4 separate regions of the Mus musculus genome follow, and regions 2, 3 and 4 are each linked to region 1. A link is a contact called in public HiCAR-type and promoter capture Hi-C data. All regions are on one chromosome and are shown on one strand. The core of a region is the stretch at or near the end of the contact, and the rest is flanking DNA. Distances in the headings are between cores, read along the strand shown.

The links. Promoter capture Hi-C pulls out the DNA fragments that hold promoters and counts their contacts. HiCAR-type assays count read pairs that join an accessible place to other places.
Region 2: a contact with region 1 is called in a promoter capture Hi-C map of pre-B cells, with 6 times the contacts expected there. The contact joins the promoter of Vamp9 here to the promoter of Paqr3 in region 1. A contact is called at or near these places in 3 of 39 promoter capture datasets (hippocampal neurons, liver and pre-B cells).
Region 3: a contact with region 1 is called in a HiCAR-type map of astrocytes, with 9 times the contacts expected there. The contact joins the promoter of Hnrnpd here to the promoter of Paqr3 in region 1. A contact is called at or near these places in 4 of 39 promoter capture datasets (the 3T3-L1 cell line, hippocampal neurons, liver and 1 more), 1 of 115 datasets of contacts at active chromatin or transcription factors (astrocytes) and 1 of 9 other capture datasets (liver).
Region 4: a contact with region 1 is called in a promoter capture Hi-C map of pre-B cells, with 10 times the contacts expected there. The contact joins the promoter of Rasgef1b here to the promoter of Paqr3 in region 1. A contact is called at or near these places in 3 of 39 promoter capture datasets (the 3T3-L1 cell line, hippocampal neurons and pre-B cells) and 3 of 115 datasets of contacts at active chromatin or transcription factors (astrocytes, fibro-adipogenic progenitors and stem cell-derived neural progenitor cells).

What each region holds. Positions count from the first base shown.
Region 1 is chr5:97,109,943-97,113,415 of GRCm38.p6, reverse strand. Paqr3 (progestin and adipoQ receptor family member III) reads left to right here and starts at 1,820. Exons shown (of 7, transcript NM_001359910.1): 1 at 1,820-2,157. The coding sequence starts at 1,973.
Region 2 is chr5:99,904,411-99,907,782 of GRCm38.p6, reverse strand. It overlaps Vamp9 (vesicle-associated membrane protein 9), which reads right to left and starts at 1,518. Exons shown (of 6, transcript NM_001378420.1): 1 at 1,378-1,518. The coding sequence starts at 1,455.
Region 3 is chr5:99,977,340-99,980,763 of GRCm38.p6, reverse strand. Hnrnpd (heterogeneous nuclear ribonucleoprotein D) reads left to right here and starts at 1,826. Exons shown (of 9, transcript NM_001077265.2): 1 at 1,826-2,372. The coding sequence starts at 2,140. It overlaps 4930524J08Rik, which reads right to left and starts at 1,829. Exons shown (of 2, transcript XM_030254981.1): 1 at 1,812-1,829; 2 at 1,098-1,727. The coding sequence starts at 1,829. The coding sequence ends at 1,212.
Region 4 is chr5:99,251,534-99,255,042 of GRCm38.p6, reverse strand. It overlaps Rasgef1b (RasGEF domain family, member 1B), which reads left to right and starts at 2,116. Exons shown (of 14, transcript NM_181318.4): 1 at 2,116-2,329.

The DNA of each region.
Region 1 (3,473 bases), core at 571-3,070:
CTGCACCACTCGAGGAGTCTTCCTGTTCTCCACATCCTCACCAGCATCTGCTGTCACCTGAGTTTTTTATTTTAGCCATTCTGACTGGTGTGAGGTGGAATCTCAGGGTCGTTTTGATTTGCATTTCCCCAATGACTAAGGATGTTGAACATTTCATTAAGTACTTCTCAGTCACTCAAAGATTCCTTTGTTGAGAATTCTCTGTTTAGTTCTGTACCTCATTTTTAAAAAAATGGGCTATTTGGGTTTTGTTGTTGTTGTTTGGTTGGTTGGTTGGTTTTTTTGTTTTGTTTGGTTTTGGTTTGGTTTTTTTGGAGTCTAACTTCTTGAATTCTTTGTATATTTATATATTTTGGATATTAGCCCACTGTCTGATGAAGAGTTAGTGAAGATCTTTGCCCAGTCTGCCATTTTGTCCCATTGACAATGTCCTTTGCCTTACCAAAAAAAAAAGTTTTGTCCCACATTGCTGGACTTTTTTATCTGTTGATCTTTTGCTTGTATTATGGTTTCTGATTTTGTGTTTTTTATAGAGTTGTCTGTATTTGTGTGCTTCTATGTGTACATATCTCTGTACATTTGTGTTTATTGTGCTTTTCCTTTGTTTTATTTGTTTCATAGTTTTATTTTTAAACTACCTGTCTGTTTTCTAGAGAGAGGAAAAGGGCATGGAATTTCAATGGCGAGAAGGTAGGAGTGATTTGGAAGAAGATGGGGGAAAGAAAGCAGTGATCAGGATATATTATATGGAAAAACATTAAGTTTTATAAAGTATCATTGTATTCTATAAAAGAAAGAAATCTGAGTTAGACAGTTTGAACTAAAACAAAACGATTGGTGATATCCAGAATGAGTCTCTTTCCCGACTGATAAACTGTCCAACAATAAAATATTTATGGTCTTTTAATATATATATTTACATTTTCATGGTCTTCCCCTGAACTCAAAGATAATTACCAGATGACTCTCACTCAGTAGTGACTCACCTTGAAGACATGATCACATTTCTTACCTCTTATAAACGTACTTTAAAGATAAGTTTCAAGTTTAACCTTGCCATCATAAAATAATTCCTCAGTTCACACAGCTGTATCAGTGTATATAGGTAGATATTTATATGAATTACTATGATATGTGTCTTGTCCTAAATACGACCTTAACTTGTTAATAAATATAATATATAAAAAATCCTAATGTACCTAGTAGTCAAAAACAAACAAAACAAAACAAAAACAAAAAATCCACACCAAGGTCCCTTCTGTGTGTATCTCATCAACAATACACCATCCAGCTGTAAGTTAGCTTGAATTATTTACCTTTCTGTTACTCTCTTCTTGTTATTCAAAATACAGTAAATATCACTTCTAATGGAAAACAGAAAAAAAAGAATCACTTGGATTTGGTCGTACTTGGATTTGGATTTTTCACCTGAAGCTGAAGGGAGATGGGCGGACCTGATTGGAGTTAGGGGTGGGCCAGATAGGGGCGGGGCTAGGGGCGGGCAGAGCAGAAGGGCGGGGCTAGGGGCGGGCCGGATGGGGGCGGGACTAGGGGCGGCCCGGGTAGAAGGGCGGGACTAGCGGTGGACCGGCTAAGAGGGTTTGGCTAGGGGCGGGACACCCAGTAGGGCGGGGCCAGAGGTTGACTGGCTGGCGAAGGAGGAACTAGGGGGCTCTCCAGCCAGGTAAAGGACGGGGCGGCAGGCGGGTCCTGCTGGTAAAGCCCGAAGGAAGGGCGGGCCGCCAAGGCGAGGGGCGTGGAGAGGGCGGGGCTTTTCGGCGCGCTGACGTCAGACCAGGCTGCGACGCCGGCGGCCGTCCAGAGCTGAAGCGGCGGAGGTGTGTGTAGCGGAGCCGGGCCTGAGCAGACGCGGGCCGAAGCTCCTGGCTCAGCGGCGGCGGCTCCGGGGCGGGGGCGCCAGCGGCAAAGCCCCCTCCCCGGGGAGGCGGGGCCGGGCCGGCGCCTGGGAACCATGCATCAGAAGCTGCTGAAGAGTGCGCACTACATCGAGCTGGGCAGCTACCAATACTGGCCGGTCCTGGTACCCCGCGGCATCCGCCTCTACACCTATGAACAGATCCCGGTATCCCTCAAAGACAACCCCTACATCACCGACGGCTACCGGGCCTACCTTCCTTCCAGACTGTGTATCAAAAGGTACAGTGGCTGCTCCCTGCGGCGCATCCTCTCCTCTCACGCTTTTTGTCTGCTCTCCCCATCTTTCTCCGCTATTCTCTGTGCGCATCAATTCCTCACCTTTGGGCCCTTTATCTTTTTTCTGCTCTCTCTCCTCCGCGGGCCCTTGATCCACGAAATAACAATGATATTTACAGTGGTCATCGTTCCCTTCTCCATTGGCCCTTTGCTGTTTACAAAGCGCTTTTACATCCTTTTTTCCATTTGGTAATCACTGGGGATATGGGTTGGAATCTTCCCTACTGACAAAGGCCGAACCTTATTTGCTTTGTATACCTGAGCTGTGTTTCTAGGGCAGCTCTGTGGGGATTCAGAAGTGTTGGCCAGCTGAATGTCCATTCAATAGCAGACAGGTCCACATTGTTGTGCATATGTATGTGGGAAGCCCTGATTCATTCAATCATCTACCAAATGCGCATTGAGGCTCTGCTAGCTAATAGGCACTATACCAGTTGCAGAAGGCAGGCATGGTCCTCGTTCCCATGAAGCTGCTGAGGTCTAGCCTGAGTGGCAGACACTAAAGGGATAATTACACTATTACATAATAGTAATTGTGGAAAGTGCTGTGTAGGAGAAACCCTGTAGCAAAGAACTCTGAAAGGGGACAGCCAGACCAACAGAACACCTTAGAAGCCTCCAAACAACATGGGTTTGTTGATTTAGAGCTTTAAAATGAGAGTCTCAGAAGCTTCTGTTTAAAAAGAAAATTTTAAAAATGGCTTTGGTTTTCAGGGTAGTCTTCTGTCAGACCTCACTGTATGTACTAAAGTTTTTGCTCTATCAGAAGCATGGTGCAGCCCTCCAGGTCACTGGAGTGGCCATCTCTGCTTCCCACAGTGTGGGCTGTTGAATTGCCCAACTAGCAGCCACGTGTGCGTTTATTGATCTCTCCAGCACAGTCTTTCCCCATCCCATTTCTTTTTGTACTGCCTTGAAAGGATTTTTGTGGCCTTGTTTGAATGGATGACCAAGTGGATGTCACAATTTGAGTTTTAATTACTGCTTTATCTCCCCAGTGCTTCTGGTACATAATTAAGAAATCAGAGCTAGGCCCTGCTGTGGGGATGGAGGAGACAGGCCAGAAGTGGACTGCTGTGAATATTGTACCCACCCAGCAGTGCTCCTCTGCATTCTGATGTCTTGAGTCCAAATCTGAAGGAGTTGAAACCAGGACTTATAAAACGTTAGATCTTGAGTTGTTGAGTCAGATGCAAGTTCACAAACATGCCTCTTAACTGCTTCAGAAATTTGAGCAAGAGTTAACCTGTTGATTTTGA
Region 2 (3,372 bases), core at 269-2,768, 2.8 Mb before region 1:
TCAGCCCTTGCTCATCAATAGGGTGATCATGATTTCCCCACTAATTCAATTTTTGGCTGGCCTCTTTTGCAGAGTTCGCCCTAGGTCATTTAGCAGTTATTGTCACACAGCACTGCGGTATCCAGAGACGGGCAACTTTCCTCGTGCACAGTCCAACCTAAGACATGGGGCCCGGTGGCGATAGGGTTACCCTATGACGGGTAAGGCTGTGACATTAGAGGAATGACCTAAAACAGGAGCCACGGCGGATGGGCATAATTGCACAGGCCTAGTCCAGTCTCATTTTATTAAAACAAACAGGGGGAGATGTGGGAAGCCACATGTGCCGTTGCTGAGTGGCACTGACTACTGCTGGCCACCATGCATAAGATTGGACAAACAACCAATGTGTACATATGCAGTAAAGTTTTTTGCAAAAACACTGCCTGGCCCAGGCATGATAATGAGGTTCTGTAAGGTACTGAGAGTATAACCAATCGGATGTGAGACATGCAAATGAGATGATAATGAGGCTCAGTGAGGTACTGAGAGAGAGTAGCCAATCAGATGAGGAACATGCAAATGAGGCTTAGTGCATAACCAATCAGGGTATGAGACACGCCTCTCCTAGGCCTATAAAAGCAGCACCAGCTCTGGGCAAAAAGTCTTTTCGCCTCTACAATCAAGCTCTCCCAATAAACGTGTGCAGAAGGATCCTGTTGCAGCGTTGTTCTTCCTGGCCAGTCGAGGGCGCGCAAGACTGTGCTAAACTAGGAGTAGTTCCTCTGTACAGGAGTACATTACAGCCTATCTTCAGCGAAACCTTTTCTACCCCCTGGGACAACTGATCTAAGGTTCAGATAGAATATTAGATGGCATCTGACAATTTCTAGGTGTGTGTGTGTGTTGGGGAACTGAACTCAGGGCCTCACACATTCTGGGCAAGCGCTCTAACGTTGTGATACATCTTGTGTTCTCACTTTTTAAAGACTGGGTCTATATAGCCCACGCTGACATCAAATTCATGGCCCTCCCACCCTGGGCGCTGAGAGTCCAAACTGCGCTGTCAGGTGGCCCTCACTGCCTGCAACTGAAGTAGTCTTGAGACCCTTACACGTTCACTAAGTGTGTTCAACTGCAGGTCATTTCCTTGTAATGGGGCTATCAACTTGGAGATGGCTATAAATCTCCGCCAGACGGCCGCGGGCAGTACGAGCCCCAACCCCTGGGTGGCGCAGGCGCAGTCCCACTCCCGCCTCGGAGGCAGCGCTTCTGGAGGGGGCGGGGACTCCCGGTCCCTGAGTCCTTCCAGGTCGCCCCGCGCCCTGAGGGGAGGCCAGGCGTGCGCCAGCCTCGAGGAACCGAACCCTCAGACGCCGAGGCGTGAGCCTCAGGTACCTGATAGGCGCCGCCGGTCAAGGCCAGCTCCGCCAGGACCGCTCGGCCATTAGCAACGCAGCTGTAGGTGATCGTCATAACCAGCAGGCCAGTGAGAGAAGCGGACCGCCTTCTAACCGCCCGCTACAGTTGGACCGCCGCTCCGCGCAGGCGCGAGGGACGGTTGATTGGCAGGGGAGGAGGCGGGGCCATCTGTGGGTCCCGCAGAGCCTGTGAGTTTGCTAGGCGAGGTCCTCGCACATGCTTGGGATTCCTGAGGTCTCTCTGTGCTCCGGGTAGTCTGGAAAACCATTTAAGAGCTGTTTAACTGCCCAGGCCTCATCTACGTGTGAATCAGTCACAATCTAGGGCTGCGAAGCTGGGGGTAGTAGGCAAAGACCCCGGAGGTCTGAGTTCGAATCCCCAGAACTCACGCTAAAAAAAAAAAAAAAAAAAAAAAAAAGAAGTAAAAAAGGCATGGTGGTTGGAGCATGTAATCCCCTTTGAGAAGTGGAGTGGTGGTGGAGACAGGTGTATCCTAGTAGCTCATTGGCCTACCTGAATTGATAAGCTTTAGGTCTGGTGAGTCTTGGTTTCAAAAAATGTGGAGCGCAACCTTGGAAGACACATCTACATGTGCACGCACATCACACACACACACACACACACACACACACACACACACACACACACCATGCACGCATGCAGCACACTTAAATTTAAGCAAGCATTGGAGGAACCTCTTGTGCACAGCCTGCATTTGGTTTTGTGAGCATGAAGACCATCTCTGAGTTGTTCTGTAACTACTCACAGAGCAGCATACGCTGAACAAATGCTGGTTACAGTTTGCGGTGACAAAAATGTTCACAGCATTGAAAGGACCCCATTAGGGGCGTAAGGGCTCCAAAGTCTCACTCTCTGACTGCCCAGTTGGGGTTCTCTGTGTTAATTATCATCTACTGTAAGAAAAAGCTTCTCTGACGAGGTTGAGCAGCGCTCTGCTCGGTGGGCATAACAATTTGTCCTTAGAGGTCATTTTATGGTAGTATGTTTCCCCTAGGCCCATGACCTATCCAAACCCAGGTTCTTGGCCACTTTTAGTGTCATATATGAGTTCCATTTCATGAAGCGGGACTTAAATCTAATCAAAAAGTAGTTGGAGGGCTGGAGAGATGGTTCATTGGTAAGAGCATTGGCTGATCTTGCAGATGACCAGGGTTCAGTTCCTAGCACGTACATAGCTGCTTACAACCATGCATAACTCCAGTTTCAAGGTATCTAACATCTGACTTCTGTGGGTTCCAGGCATCATGTGGTACACAGACATACATGCAGCCAAAATACTCATCAAATGAATATATCTTTGGAGTTGTAGCATTGGCTCAGTGGTTAAGAGCATGTGTTGCTCTTGCATAGGACCTCGGTTAAATTCTCAGTATCCACATGGTGGTTCATATCATCTGATCCAGGGGATATGACGTTCTCTTCTGACCTTTGTGGCACAAGACACATAGATTACATGCACACACACACACACACACACACACACACACACTACCCATGCGCATAAAATAAATCTAAAAGTTGGTCACTACCATATCATTTGTGCTACATCAGTACATCTTGCAGGTTCTGGACTCTGTTGTAGGTTTTATGGTTTGTAGCTTTGTGAAATCAGCTATTACTTTTCCCCTCCAGTAGTGTGCGAATTACTTCCCAGCACTATGAGTGCTAGTCAGTGGGGCAGATCTTGTATGTGGGCATCAGTCTGGTTTTTCCATGTTTAATAACATACGTAAATGTTCCTTCAGCAACAGGGCCTTGCTGTGAGGTTACAGCTCAGCTTGTTTGCTTCCTTTTTCTAGTATTTTGAGATTATAATAATTATAGCATAGCGTTTCTCCCTTCTCTTTTCTCCCCTTCCCTCTTCCAAACCCTCCCATATGCCCCTCTCCTCCAAATCCATGGCTTATTTCACTAATTGTTATTGCATGCATACATTGCATGCATGTACAT
Region 3 (3,424 bases), core at 577-3,076, 2.9 Mb before region 1:
CTGTTCTACTGTTGTGAGGACCAATGCAATGTGTAAGAGAAAAGCATTTGGTTGGGGGCTTGCTTCTAATTTGAGAGGGGTAGTCCAGTGTCAGCATGGTGGGAAGCAGGCAGGGTAGGCAATGACCTGTGGGCTGAGAGCTTTCCATCCTGATCCACAGGCAGCAGGCAGAAAGGCCTGGTATGGCCTTTGAAACCTCAAAGCAAATTCCATGAATACCATCTCCCAACACAGCCATGCCTCCTAATCCTTCCCAAACAGTTCCATGGCATGGTGACTAAAACATTCAAACATAGGAGCCTTTGGGACCAATCTCTAAACCACTACAACCAGTTTTTCTAAAAGGCTCATCATTTAAATCCATAGGATAAATAAAAACCTCGGGTTCATCCAAGTTGTTGCCAACCTGCAATATTTGACTTGAGTCATCTTATTTGGTCAGTATTTTTGGATGGTAAAGAAAAACGTGGAATCACTTCTTTTTCGCCAATCATCTTGGTGGTTGCCTGTCTGTGATTTGCTCAATGTTGAAGACATTTCCACTATTTGATGCATATTCTTTCATTTTATGGATTCTGTAACAAACTGTAGTGATAAATCTTGTTTTAATCGTTGGGATTTTCAGATTATGTACAGTTACTGTAAATTGACTTAAAGTACACCATGGGAAGCATTTATTTAAAATTTTTTTATGTGTTTTGCTAAGGGGTAATGCCAGGTTGGCCTCAACAGTCCTTCCTCCCTTCTCTGGGATCACAGTTCTGGGATTACAGCGTGTACCTAATTAGCTGGGCTGAAGTCCTGTCCCTGTATGCTGTCTTTTGTAAACTTCTCCAAACCCTGTTTGGAAACTGGATACTTACTAAGCAGTCGAGTGGTTGACGACAAAAAAAACCAAACCAAACCAAACCAAACCAAACCAGAAATTCCATTTTCTTCTAAGTCTTGCAGGAAGCTTCAAAGTCTAACTCCTGAGTAGGAATTCCAATAGGTTTCTTAGCGATTAATTTTAAAATCGTGAATCACACGCCTAACGGCGTTTCATTTTTTTCTTTTTATAAAATCGCCACCTCAACACCACAAACCCAGAAACCTCGTAAAGATGATTCATGACATTTATATATCCTGTTTAATACAAGGACTGTAACTCGTAAAAAAAAAGGAGCCCTGGAGTCGACCTTAATACATACACTTCCCAATCCATAGTGACTTCAAAGAATCGTGGCCGGCGTTAGGCTCTTGTAATAACGGAGGCAAAGCTTAAGACTAGGGAAGCAACTCTGAGAAGAGGCAGCCTCGACCATCAAAGCCGCCTTTGGACAGCGCCGCGGCGGAGCCTCAATGTCACCCGGCGCAGGGACGGCGGAGCACTGCACAGGCGCGGCCCGCTGCCCCACGCAGGTCCCGGGGCCCACAGCCGTGGCTCCCTGAGGGCAGCCTCCACGAAGTCTCCGCTGGGGATGGACGAACCACACCCCTCCAGGTCGGCCGCGCCTGCCAACCAAAGCCGAGGAGCGGCCGGTGACTCCAGGAATCCGCGGAAGGGCGGGGCCAAGGGACGGGGGCGGGGGAGGCCTCTCTAGCCGCGCCCTCGAACCAGCGCTCCTTGTTCTCGATGGTACCCGCGCGCCCCTCTTGCGCACGCCACTTCCGGTCCTCTTTAAAGGCCCGCGCCGCGCGACCGCGGGGCGTGAGAGCCAGTCGGAAAGGGACGGGGAGGGCGGGGCCTGCGCGGGGGGCGGGGCCTAGCGGTGGACGGGGGCGGGGGAGGCGCAAAGGGCGCGCTCCGGAGCCACGTGACCGGGACGCGCCGTTCTTCCGTCGGCCATTTTAGGTGGTCCGCGGCGGCGCCATTAAAGCGAGGAGGAGGCGAGAGTGGCCGCCGCTGCTACTTCATTCTTTTTTTTTTCAGTGCAGCCGGGGAGAGCGAGAGAGCGCGCTGCGCGAGAGTGGGAGGCGAGGGGGGCAGGCCGGGGAGAGGCGCAGGAGCCCTTGCAGCCACGCGCGCGCCTTGTCTAGGGTGCCTCGCGAGGTAGAGCGGGCATCGCGCGGCGGCGGCGGGGATTACTTTGCTGCTAGTTTCGGTTCGCGGCGGCGGCGGCGTCGGCGGGTGTCGTCTTCGGCGGCGGCAGTAGCACTATGTCGGAGGAGCAGTTCGGAGGGGACGGGGCGGCGGCGGCGGCAACGGCGGCGGTAGGCGGCTCGGCGGGCGAGCAGGAGGGAGCCATGGTGGCGGCGGCGGCGCAGGGGCCGGCGGCGGCGGCGGGAAGCGGGAGCGGCGGCGGCGGCTCTGCGGCCGGAGGCACCGAAGGAGGCAGCGCCGAGGCAGAGGGAGCCAAGATCGACGCCAGTAAGAACGAGGAGGATGAAGGGTGAGTAAGGGGCGGCCCCGGGCAGCCGCTCGCCAGGCCCCCTCCCCCTCCCCGCCATTAGGCCTCGCTCCCGCGACCGCCCGCCCGCCCGCAGGCCCCAGTGCAGTCGCCCCCTCGGCCGCCCCTCTTGTACCTCGGGCTCCCCCCCGGGCCTGCATCTCCTTCCCTGCCTGCTCGCCCCCTCCCCCATCACACACGTTTCCACCTTTAGCCGTCACCATGCTACTCCGCGGCCCGCCCTCTTTCCTCCCTCGCCGCGGGTCTCCTCCCACCGATGTGGCCGCCAGGATTTTTTCCCGCCTGTCGGAGCTTACCCTCCCACCCCACCCCCACGTCTCCCGGATTTCTAACCTCTTAGGCTTAAAAATGCAAACGCACAGAAAAGCTTTTTACCAGGGTTGCCAAGGTTGGTCGGGCGCTTCGCCCTCGCCCCCGAGACGGTGCGATTATTGACACGCTCTTGCTTTGGGAAAGCTGTAGGCTGTCCACCTCTCTTTTCTCCCGCGTCGGCCGCAGGCCATTGCTTTTAAATAGTTTTCGTCTTAGGATTCGTTCGTTCTGTCCACTTTACGCTGTCACCACGACACGCTCCTACAGGCCCTGCGTTTGTGCTGTAGACAGACCGGGCCTGCCAAAGTCCCTGGTCTGCTGGCGCGTTGGTGTGGCTCCGCGGGCTCCATTTAAGTCCTTCCTGGTCGATGGGGCCTGTACTTGACTGGGGCTCTTCCACCTCCCGCCTGCGGTTGCCCTTCCCCCATTCTGCCAAGTTATTCTCTCTATGCACCCTTTTCGCGCCCTCAGATTCTGGGTTGCCTATTTGTACAGATTGTAGTCTTTCCTTATTTAGTCTGTGCAACTACATTTTTTACATCTCTCTCCCGCCTTTTCAGTGCCCAGGAGCCTGTTTTGGTTTCTTCTCAGTCTCACCCTCTCACTATTGTTCAAAGGAGCCCACTCACCCTTTAATACGCAATAAATCCTGTGGTGGTCAATGAATTAGTTTTTTTCAGGTTTTTTTAAAATACTAACTTGCTTCCTTTAATTGAAGTAAC
Region 4 (3,509 bases), core at 867-3,366, 2.1 Mb before region 1:
AGTGAACTATTTATAACATCACAAGCTGAAGAAAACATATCAGTAGAGATTGCACATTGACATCTACGTAAATAACTCATGGGACCCGTCAATCAATAGCATCATTGTTCTGAAAAGGTGGGTTGAAAAATACTCTGACTATAGCATGATGTAAGCTGGGATTTTTCTTTGGAAATGAAAGTGCCAAAAAAGAAAGGAAGTTGGACTTGTACCATTCATGATGATATTTGCACTTTTGCACGCCTGAGTATTAGAAGAGGCATAGGACAAACAACCCTTCCTTACATAGCTATACAGTCCCTGTGTGGTGGAAGTGCAACACAGGTCACTATCATTCAGTGCTGGAATGGGATTCTACTCTGAAGACTTGATTTGCCTCAACATGACTGTTGAGTTTACTAATATTTGCATTTTTATGTTAAACACATGTGTGTGTGTGTGTGTGTGTGTGTGTGTGTGTGTGTGTGTGTGTGTGTGTGTGTGAGAAGTTGACGAATTCAGTTCTTTCCATTCACCGTGTGAGTATACAGGGGTTCAGAGGCCTACAGTGCCTTGAGGAGGGTTTCACAGGTGTCTGTGTGATAGACACAGGGCTATGGTTAGGAATGCTGGCTCCTAAGGTGTATCCACAACTAATAGTTTTCACATTGGAGCTAGAAGGACCCTGAAAGGCCAACCAGAATAAGGTAAAACAGTGTCAATATCATAGTGGTATCTGCTTTACATTTTTAGATTCTAAAGTGAACATTTCATCTTTTGCTTAGCAGCAAAGACTTCAGGAAGTAAAAAGGCAGCTGTCTGGGTTGCCTTCTCAGCAGTCTTGAGAGCTCACAGATGTTACAAAGGGCTTTTCTGGTGGCACTACTAAGAAATACTGGTTTAGTTCAGCCCTTTTAGTTTCTTGCTATGTGAGCAGGAAGAGTGTGCTTTGCCCAGTGTCATATGGTCTACTTGTTAATTGACTCAGGATGGAAGTCGGCTCCTTGTGTGGACCCATTCTCCTTCACAGAACAGACACCAGAGATAAACAAAAGGCTCAGGGTTTTTAGAATAAACTGCGGGGCTTAAGGAGAAGCATCTGTAGAATATGCGTAGGATAGTGAAGCAGGAAGTATGAGAGAGACAGGGACCAGCCAAGACCAGCCAAGGAACATGAACGTTAGGTTAAAAGAGGCTCTTTCCATCCCAGAGAGAAGATGCAGGGACCTTAGAGGAGGAACCGTGTTGCTCCATGTTAATAAGGCCAATTACAGTCTATGGGATGGTCCTACAGTGTTTATGTATGAACGGAAGCTTACAAAGCCTGCTTTTCATACTCAGGGTCACAGCTGCAAAGTCTCCAAATCTTGTGCATTTCCCCCCATGGGTAAGGTATCTTTATTTCAACTTCTTCCCTTACCTTTCTATCACGCGTAGGAGAGTATTGAGTTCTTACCTCTATATTTATTTTTTTCTTTTCTAAAATAGTTATCAGGTATTCAATGGCTGATTCAATTAAGTAGCTGTCTACAATGATAAAAACAACCTTCACCGAGGACCAGCCTTACACACTAGAGTATCTTCCTTTCCTTTGCGAAAGTTCTAACACCTGTAATTTTACATGTGGATTGAATAGCAGTTTATTTAGCGTTTGCCCTCCAGGAGCCAGTAAGCTTCTGGGACCAGCCGGTTGCGGCCACCAGTGTGCCCCCAGCGTTTATTACAATACCCAACACTCAGCAAGTGCTTCGTGGTTCCTCTCAGATCTCCTCCGAAAGTTACACGGACAGTAACCTTCAGCTCATAATTATGATAATAGATACTGTACAACGAGTCGAGCCGGTATTTACAGGTAGAGCACACAAGGCAAATGAATACACACTCGGCGACACATGAGTGCACAAACAGCCGCGGGCAGCGACACGAAGGAGGAAACGCGCGCCGGAGTGGGCCCTGCCCAGGCTGCGGAGACCCGCTGCGCCAGCAAGCCAGCCTCTGCAGCGTGGGTGGGTACGGCCGCAGCGTCACGGGAGTCCCTACCCGCGGAACCCTGGCAAGTCCCCGAGCGCCCGCTGCAGGGCGGCGTGGGCGGAGAGCTGCGCCACGATTGGCCAGCGCAGGATGGGCGTGGCCTGCGGCGGGCGGGGGCGTGGCCTGCGGCAGGAGGCGGGCATTTCCCCAGCAAGGGGGTGTGCGCGGCTCGGGCTGGAGTTTCAGTATAAACAAGGACCCCGACTGGATCGGCGGGTTTTCCCTTTCTTCTGGCGTTCGACCCTTCCCGGTCCTGAGCTCGCCTTTTGGGGCGCCTCGGTACGGCAGCCAGGAGGCAGAGGCTCCGAGCTGTGTGCGGGTAGGTGCTCCAGGGGACCCCGCGGCGGGATGGCGGGAGCGGGCTGCGCCGGCGCTGCTCCGGAACGGCGCCGGCTGTCCAGTGCGCCCCGGCGTGGCGGGAGATCCTCGGCTGGCGAGCATTGGCAGAGCCACAGAACTAGGAGTTCTCGCGCCTGCTGCTTCCGTGCCCCGGGCTGCCGCGCTCCCAACAGGTGCGGGGCTGAGCACTGACGACCCGGGGACCCGGGGATCTGGGGACGCTGTGCTGCGCCTCGCCCCGGCCAGGCCTTCTGTTTGGAGATCTTAGATATTGAGGGTTTGTCTGAGTTGGAGTCTCGTTCATCCTTTTTGCTTTCCCTCTCAGCTTCTTGTGCATACCTAGGGTTGTTTCCATGTACTTTTTGGCTAGTTTCCTAGGGTGCTTGAGAGTGTTCAGGCTGTTGTTTATTTTTTGCTGCAGTTTCCTTATAATTTAAGGTCTGACTCCCAGGAACAGTCAGGGAAACAGGACTTGTGTGTTCCCCAGGCTCGTATGCAAACTTGAACAAGTAGCCTGTTTTTTGTTTTGCTTTGTGACCCAGGTGAGTTGCCTTCGGACACTAGCCTGGGTGATAATAACGTGGCCCGGGGTACCTGGTAGCCTCGTGGGCTGAGTGCGTGAGGGAGGCTCCTCTTTATTGGAGAGCCCCGGGAATAACTTCAGCAGCACTGTACTAGAGAAAAGGGCAAACGCGGAAACGGAGGTGTTCTCTCTCGCTCTCTCGCTCTATCGCTCTGTCTCTGTCTCTCTGTCTCTCTCTCTGAGTGTGCGTGTGATTTGACTATTCCTTGCCACCTTACCCCATCCAAATTGGTTCAGTTCAGGCGAAGCACTGTGGCTAAGGCACTGACAGTGCGGCGAGGTGTTCTCTCGCACAGCGTGGTAAAGGGCGCTAGGAGAGCATCTGGGCTGCAGTTTTCTCTTGTGAATGTAAATGTGCCCGTTTGCAGATGGATTCGGGGCGTATGGTGTATATGGATAAATATGCACGCATACTTGTGTATGTATGTTTGGGTGAACGCGTCTCCAAGGAGTCCTTCGTCAGCAGCGCCATGTGACAATGGCCTGGAACTGCTGGTGTGCGTAGAGCTATATTTAGCCCTGACAGTGTCTCACTGGGAGGACGGGTCTTGAGCTGGGAGGATAAAGCGGGGAAGAA